Linked DNA regions of Zea mays: regions 1 and 2 are each linked to region 3. A link is a contact called in public Hi-C data. All regions are on one chromosome and are shown on one strand. The core of a region is the stretch at or near the end of the contact, and the rest is flanking DNA. Distances in the headings are between cores, read along the strand shown.

Region 1 (2,857 bases), core at 100-2,599, 250 kb after region 3:
ATCGATTTTCACTGGCGGTTCTTAGTTATCCGCCTGTAAAATGATAATTTCTACTGGCTCCTAGCACCGGCGGTTCCAAGAAACACTAGTGAAAATTGGTTCACAACCGCCGCTATAGAGCGTCTGTGTACTAATGGAACGGGCTCGATCGGTGCCTCTACTGTTGATGTTGATGGTGCCTCGTTACCCGCTCGTTATCATGCATATGATCGTGTGCGAAATAATGTTTGCACCACATATAATAGTGTTTGTTGAGCGGGGTTTGATATAGAAAACAAGATAGAGAATGGGATATACTCCCTCCAGGTCTAAAATTCTTGACGAGAAGTCATTAACTAGAGTGCATGTTTCCCGTTTTACCTTTAGTAAATAAGGTCGTGTGGCATTGGAGGTCATTATATTCTCTTAGCTCATGTGGTTGGAAAGACATTTTTGAAGCCTACGGTCTCCGGTTCAACTCCTGGCCGTGCATTAGAGGCCCTTTTTTCGCGATGGGATTTATTTTGCTGCATCCGTCATTTTTTTCGTTCGCGCCAATGTTGCCGCTGCATGCCATTTTTTTCGCGCCAATGTTGCCGATGCGTGGATGTAATCCGGCTAGCTATCACTAGATGCATTGCAAACGTACTGGTGCCAGATATCCAAAATAATCCAGCTAACCAGATACTACTACTCTACTACTAACTGTGGTGCTTGTTCATGATGGATTTGAATATGGAACCACCGAACAATGAAATTGGTAATGCCGGTCTTCATTTTCTTTTCTTTTTAGCTCGTGACAAAGTGTCTATGCTGCTCCACAATTTCAGCATGTTTAATACGCATGCATGCAGAGAAAATAAGGAGCCCCATGTAGCAAGGGGAATTAAATGCGCAACATTGGTGCACGCTAAGCGCGCATGCAGGGGCAAAAACGGCTAAATTTGCATGCAAAAGCTAAAACATCAAAATTTTTGATCCATTCCTTCGTTGCCTTAAACGTCAATTTAGACTAGAGGGAGTAGGAGAGCTGCTGGAGACGATAGCCTTAGCGCTGTCCGTCATATATACTTGGTTCCTCTCCTTTGTTTTCTTAAGCTAGCTATAGTACACCCCGCAGGTTAATTAGTTACTACATACTCGTAGTGCTAGCTAGGTACCCCGGATTATCCTAGATTAGATCTGTGTACGTGGACAGTAGCATATGAGACGCAAGAGACTCACCAACCACCCACCGCCTTCTGATTCCCTTGCGTCCGCATGCTTCTCCAACCGAGCAGAAAGTGTTGGTGGGTAGGAGTACATGTACTTGGAGAAGTGGGAGATCTCCTCTGCTGCTGCGCTGGGTCCTCACTTGTGCCGCACCGCACGGGGAACATGTGCTTCTTGTGCTGTGCCAGTGCCATGCATGCATCCAACTGTTCCTTACGTAAGTGTGTGCGTGAGCGCGTGGTCAGGGCGCTCGGTCGGTCGGTCGCGGCGCGTTCATGCCTGAAAAATCGCCGTCGAGATGCGCGCGCGCGTGGCTCCACTCCACTCCACCGGGGCTTCTTCTGATCTGATTAATTAATAAATAAATTAATAAGCACGCTCTCGCCGCTCGGCCAGGTTGCATGCACGAGTTGTCCGGTGCGTGTCGGCACGGGCATGGGCGCATGACGCGGAGTCCACGCTACCAGGCCCCGCCGACGCCGACGCCGACGTGATAGATGGCGTCGTCCTGTGTCCTGCAAAAAGATCCTGCTGTCCTTGTTCAGAAAACAAAAAAGAAATCCTCCTGTCCACGGCGACGACGCGCTCTGCCAGCCAGACGCTGCACCTGCATGCACGCACCAAACCACCGGCTTTGCTCGCGCTGGTGTGGCACGTGCGTGCTAGCAGTGGCAAGTCTGTTTGGTTTGGAGTAATCAGGTATTAGGGTTTTTGCAGAATTAAGGTTATGACAATTGGTTGAGTATGAAGGGAAAAATACCATGGTGTTCAGAAGCATTTTCTTGAGATTAATCTCAGAGCTTTGTACATGCCATGCACCTTTGTGATATCGCAATCTTGTACCAAAGATATTCATTCTTTGATATCACACCGTCTTGGTCGAGGGAGGGGCGACACATGTTTTGCCCTTATTAAATAAGATGTTTAGTATATTCTATATGAGAAATTATCATCATAGGTGTACTGGCTAGTAGTGCCAGGAGTTGCAAGACAAGACGTCGCATATTTTTTCCTCATATGAAACATACCAAACACCCTATTTAAAAAATAAGAGTATAGAGACGAGGGGGTCTTTTTTGCCCCTATACTCGGCGGCAGGTCCCCTAGGGATCCTGGTGCCAAAAAAATGCAAAAATATTCATAATTGAGCCTCTGTAGTCCATTATTGGGACGGTAGCCACTCATTTTTTTTTCGCAATATTTCAGTTCTGGAGTATAGTTTTAAAATCTAAATATTTTAAATGAAAAAAAGCGCAACACTAGTGCATAGCGGGGTAACAGGCCACGAGCAATGGGCCATATAAAGCCCATGTACGGATGTAAGAAGCGGTCAGCCCAAATAAGTGAATTACGGTTCCTTCTTCTCGCTCGTGACCAACATCGTTCGCAGGTAATTGTCGTACCTGGTCAGCCCAAATAAGTGTAATTGTATCTAAAGACCATCTTTTACGGCCTTATGTTTTTTTTGGGGTGATAGATTACTCCATTTGTTGGCCCATCACTGCTAAAGAGGCCGAGTGGATCGAGCTCTCGCGAAGGAGCTGGCCAGCTGGGCAGTCTGTATTATGTGGGCCAAGTCTCCAGGCCTGTAAGGAAAAAGTTAAGCCTCCCACCCGGGCGCGCACCGCTCACCGACGACCACCGGATCCACATCGCCTGAATATGA
Region 2 (3,016 bases), core at 469-2,968, 200 kb before region 3:
ACAGCCCTAATCTTTCTTGTGTTGTTCATCACTGAATGACTCCAACAATTCCCCCTCCCCCTCTCCCTCTTTTAGGTGAGAGAAGAAAATCCCCCTCTTGAGGTGGGTGCTAATATCCCCTTTCACTAATCAGTGTATTAACTATAAAATTAATCTTTTTTGAGTTTAATTACTGAAAAATGTGTATTATGGTATTACAAATATTGTACTAAGTCAAACTAGGTATGTGCCCATGCGTTGCCACGTCAGTTAAAAATAGTATAAAACATATATACAGAACGATAAATATCATTATTATATTTATACTGAACGATAAATATCAACTTGATGGGAAGCTGATGGGCGTGTGCGTAGAGGGGGAGGCGGGACGGGGGGGGGGGGGGGGGGGGGGGGGCGACAGAAGAGGGGCGAGGCCTGGACCACTGAGGTTGCGCTGGCAGGGGGCGCATATCCCGAGCATCGCAGAGCTGAGGCCGGACGAAGGGGGCATGGTAGCTCCCGTGGTCTACAGTAGTTTCTTAATAGGTAGTAGAGATAGATATATCTTTTCTCTGCTACCTATTATAGTTAGGTGTCCGTACGTTTCTACGATTTTTATTCAAACATTTTCTAAACCTTTACAATTAAACCAACTATAAAGATGTTTTTGTTGGTACCCCATTTAAGAAAAAATATGAAGTAGCAAATGGTCGTAGTGGAAGGTCACCAATGAACTGATATAGAGCAAAAGTTGTAGCTTGACTTTGTGCTTCTTATTCATAAATTTGGTTTAATAATGACAATTCAGATAAAAAGGGATAAAATACTATTGTGATTTGTTAGCACCAATATCTCAGTGCATCATGCACTTATAATAATAATTACTTAGCAATTCACCTGTTTTATGAAAACATGCAATTTGTAGGTCGAAGACCCATTATAATGCAGTTTGTAGCTCCAACATTCTTGTTATATATTAAATAAGTGATGAACATGGCTCAGTTAGCAGTTATCGTAGTGGAAGGTCAGCAATGGACTGATATAGAGCAAATCAGCAAAAGCCGCAACTCGACTTTGTGCTTCATGTTCATAAATTGGGTTTAATAAGGGCAATTTAGATAAGAAGAGATAAGATAATACTGTGACTTGTTACACACTGATATCTCAGTGCATCGTGCACATATAATGATAATTACTATCATGTAGAGAAGTGCCATGCTTTAATTATAGTAGAGAAATGTGTCCTATAATTTGCGTTCTCATACGATTTGGCAGGATTGGCTTAATCTATGATTTTCTTGGTAAAGCTTATGCTTATATATTTCGTCACCAACAAAAAAAAATTATGAACAGAGACCGTATATTTCGTGATCACCAGAGACCGTATATACCCGTAGGAGTGCGGGTTGTTTTCGAAGAAATGCAAGGAGTTTTTAAAATTTATTGACGTAGGACGACCGTTAAAACTGGTGCTTTAATATAGTAGAGATATATATACCTCTTAAAATGTAAATGAGAGCTGAATACAAGGAATAACCAGAGAAGAGAAATAGGGAATTGAATGAAAGAGAGATATTTAAAAATGAATAGAAAGAGCGGGGCTGCGGCGGAAGGGTTGCCGAAACCAGTGGATGTTAATCCGTGTTCTTGCCCGCGTGTTGTTAGCCGTTAGGCTCGGAAGCAGGCCCCCGATCTTCGGTTGTCTGAAAACTTGGCCCAACATGAAAACAGTGCGCCTGAAGGCCCAGGCCGTCAGCTCTTGCGGGAAGCACTCAATTGTAATACTGTGAAGTCTGAACCGGCTGGCCTGGCCGTTGCTGAGGGAGAGGATAAAGAACACCGAAATGCCACTCCTGCTGCTCCCACCACCGGCGTGCACCACGGCAGCGACGTCGCTCGCTTTCTCGCGGCCCCGGCCTTCGCGGGCGCGTTGGGCCAACCTCTCTTACGCGTTCCCCCGCCTGAGGAAATACGGGCGTCGCCACCGCGAGCCCGTGGCCGGCCCCAGCCTCGATGATGACGGCGGCGAGGAGGATGAGACGGAGGCAGAGGACTGGGAGTCCGACGATGGCGATGAAGAGATGGAGATAGACGAGGAGGAGTTTCTGACGATGCGGCCCAAACCGGCGGGATTTGGCGAGGGGAAAACATATTCCACTGACATTGAGGAGCAGCTTCTCCGGGAGATGGGCTTTGGCGGGGGCGCGGCGCGGCGAGGAGAGGCGGCCCCGGCCAATCGCCGCGCCGGGGATAGTTCCACCAAAGTAGCTGCCGCAGGTTGGCTCTCTCTCTGCTATCCTGTCCCCTACTAGTATTACGTTATCCTTTCTTTATTTCTTGAGCATGGGAGTTACACTCGGGTACAACAGCGAATTAAAAAAAAAACAAGAAGAAGATCCCCTGTATGTAATTTCATTTAGAAACTAAAAATGTAGCCCGACAACACGTCATGCAAGGTGGCAACATTTATAAAGAAGGGCGGCGAAATTAGATAACGTCGTCAGCAACAAGCCTGAATGCTGCTCTGAATGTAGTCACATCGGCATAATCACAGTTCCTTATGAAAAAAAATCGTTCGTTCATCTTCTTAGAAAACAAAAACGGTGCAAATACTCCTGCCCATCTTGTCATCCCTAACAATCGGACTTAGAAAAGGTAAAAAAATAACAGAATTGCCCACCTTTTCTTTTTCTGGGGTGCTATTTCCCTTTGTTTTAGTTATTTATGACATTTTGCTCAGCTACATTCATGTTGAGAAGATGCCACTCATTTGGTCATCCACCGCTGGAAAGTAAATGCAATGTGTGATATATTTCTCAAATAACCTTGATTGCATTTCCTGCTTTTACTTCCCCCAGGCAAATAGAGATCTGTGTTCTACAACTGAATGTGTCCTTGCCATTCCATTGGCAGAATCTTGAACATTATCAAAATATGATATCCTTGAACTAAGTAAATCCAGAACAATGTTTTGTGTTGGTTGAAAAAGAAATAAATATTAGTGGGGACATGCAAGGTAAGGTTGAGGAAACTGTTT
Region 3 (2,710 bases), core at 182-2,681:
TAATTAGTCCAATTAAGCTTAATTGGTCAAAGCTCAAACGAAATACAACGCATGATACGCAACTAAACGGAAATCCTATCACGTGATCTCGTTCTTCATGTTTATAAATCGTGAATCCGTGATATGTTGCTGCACGCTCGTATCGTAGTCCTTCTATGCCCATGCGTCGCCCCACCGAGGGCTCCTGTCGTGTCGTTGTTAGTCAGTTTCCGCTACGAACTATCCTGCACCTGTGCATATATGTTGCTTAGTTGACGTGTTATATGTTACTTGGTGAGCATATAAACTATAACTAGCAGATATTACAATGTTATATGTTATATAAATTTCTACTAATATAAGAGAGTGTTTGGTTTAGCTTTCTGAACCAGATTTCCTGCCAAAAATCTAGATTCTCAATCAAACGAGTACAATAGTAAAATAGATTGCTAAAAATGTACTAATTTCTCTAGTTCAATTCAGAATAACCTTCTACCTTAGATTTTCTAGATTTCTGTCATTCATGTTACAAAACTTTCATGTTCTTATAGAATCTATAGTTGATATTTGTTTTAACCAAACAAATTTTAGTTTTTTTACAATCATCAGCTCACAACAGATTTCTCGCATCTCATAGTTATAATCAAATTTTCAGGATTCTATATCTGAACCAGACAGACTGGGGTGCCAAAGATTAGAACCCTACCCACTCGGTTTGAGGTGTTTGGCTTCTACCACCGTAACTTATGTATGTTTGTGTTATATGAAGAAGTGATATTGTAACTATATAGTAATAATTTTAAAATAAGAAACATAATCGTGTTTGAATAAATATCTCATTTGAGCAAAGTCTATTTATATGATATATAGAAACCTTATTAATGTATGGGCAACTAACTAGTATATAATAATATGGCAGAAAGGCCCTCTTAACCAAAATTCCTGGCTCCGCCACCGAATTAGTACTTAATTGTTTATAGTTGAATTATTGTTTAAAAGTCCTTAATGTAGAAAACCCATGAGTGACCTAAAACCCACCTGAAACCCGACGAGTTCGGGTACGGGTTTGGAATTACACCCGTGGGTATGATCGTGAGTGGGTTTAGTTAGACTTCACATATGCGACCGTGGATAGATTTTTCTCCACCCAGCTCGAATCCGAACCATTGTCATTCCTAGATACAAAGAGACAAAAATATGGGTAGACTTATCTTGTTATTATTACGAAACGAAAGAGTACATGTTCGTATTAGCCCACTTAATCCTGGGGTAACACTGCTGCCCACGATATTTGTTCTCCTTTTTCTTTACTTCTACTTTTGGGTCGAGCCCACATTCGTTTTTCTTAACTTTTTGGGCCAATGCCACATTCGTTGCCATAGAGAGACTGTTGGGCCGTAACCTTCTTGCCCCTATACACGGTCTTACATGGGCTGATTCATTGTCATGGAGTGACTGCTGGGTCGTAAGCTTCTTGCCCAACACACAATCTTTTTTCGGCTGATATTGTCGGGTTGCAGCGGTCCTCAATTGGAAAAAAGCTCCAAGTTTATGAGACTACTTGAGCTAGAAGCGGTTCGACTCCCGAGCCTTAGATGAGCCAAATGAAGTTAGTTTTGTTGAGAAACCCTAATAAAAGGTTATGTGGGTAAATACCGAATATACTCTTGAGTGGTCTCACGTCTCTATATAAAGAAGCCTATACCCCTCATAATATGAGAACGACAAAAAGAGACCAGAGACTCAATCCTACATATTGTGTCTTGTGTGTTCTCTGAGTGTATGGATTGCTAGGAAAGAGAACGAGGTTATATAACTTCTCGCGCTTCTACTGGTGACGGGAGCGAAGAAAGCGGATCTAGTGATACGTGGTAACATAGTTCTCAACAAGTTTTTGGGCTTTTGTTATGTAGCTAGAGTCGAGCCAGCTCGTTCAAGCTCTTGAGCTGGCTCACGAGCTAGGTCCAAATTGATTTAATAGAGACTAAGAGCCCAAAAATTTGGATACACAAATCTACTTAATTTTTTTTCATTATATGTTATCTACATTGCTCGATCAATTGATTTTACTTAGCCTATGCTTTATTATTCATGTGCATTGCCTATACTAGTTATCTTCTCTAGAATCAAGAAGCAAAGCAGGCCGACTTGCATGCCAGAGTCAAGCCTCTACCTCGAGATCGTAGAAACGTTAAATCTAACCGAGCTCAGCCTGCTCATGCATCGAGTCGAGCTGAGTCTGGCTCTTTTACAGCTCTAGTCCCCATTTAATTGTCATCCCTGCTCGTCACACCCGGTTTTGGACGACAAACCGAATGTAAATCATGTACGTGCCAGGATTAGAAATTCACGTACACAGCGATTACATAATTGGACATTATTACACATAGCTCAAAATAATAGCGGAAATAAGTACTTATTACATCATGATGTCCAAGACATCCACAGAGTCATTAACTTAACATAGATCAAAGTGCGAACACGAAACATAGTACGATAAGGCCTTCACAGGCAGCTGACTGGGGGTTCACCACTAAACACAACTATAATTCGTCGAAGTCCTGAAAGTCCTCCATGTTGCCTTCATCTTCTCCTGAGCACTTATTGCAATAGGGACAACCTGATGTTGGGTGGTTTTTAAAGCAAGGGTGAGTACACATCAACGTACTCAGTAAATGTCCCGTTTGGCTAAAGTGGACTAGCTGTATGTGGAATTAAGCTTGAATCAGTT

What was found. A called contact is a pair of places that touch in the nucleus more often than the background predicts.
Region 1: a contact with region 3 is called in a Hi-C map of tassel, with 8 times the contacts expected there. The contact joins two enhancer-like sites. A contact is called at or near these places in 5 of 25 Hi-C or Micro-C datasets (bundle sheath, ear, leaf and 2 more).
Region 2: a Hi-C map of tassel shows a contact between it and region 3, with 4 times the contacts expected there. The contact joins the promoter of LOC100276961 here to the enhancer-like site in region 3. A contact is called at or near these places in 3 of 25 Hi-C or Micro-C datasets (ear, leaf and tassel).

What each region holds. Positions count from the first base shown.
Region 1 is chr5:94,820,398-94,823,254 of Zm-B73-REFERENCE-NAM-5.0, reverse strand. No RefSeq gene overlaps it. Among protein-coding and RNA genes, the nearest start is that of LOC103626716, 24 kb to the left of the region's middle. Within about 2 kb of position 1,349, at least 20 of the 20 cell types and tissues checked have an H3K27ac peak or open chromatin away from gene starts, as enhancers often do. A contact at or near this core is called in bundle sheath, ear, leaf and 1 more, where this site is marked.
Region 2 is chr5:95,278,970-95,281,985 of Zm-B73-REFERENCE-NAM-5.0, reverse strand. LOC100276961 reads left to right here and starts at 1,718. Exons shown (of 3, transcript NM_001150649.2): 1 at 1,718-2,256. The coding sequence starts at 1,824.
Region 3 is chr5:95,075,517-95,078,226 of Zm-B73-REFERENCE-NAM-5.0, reverse strand. No RefSeq gene overlaps it. Among protein-coding and RNA genes, the nearest start is that of LOC100275772, 54 kb to the left of the region's middle. Within about 2 kb of position 1,431, at least 16 of the 20 cell types and tissues checked have an H3K27ac peak or open chromatin away from gene starts, as enhancers often do. A contact at or near this core is called in bundle sheath, ear, leaf and 1 more, where this site is marked.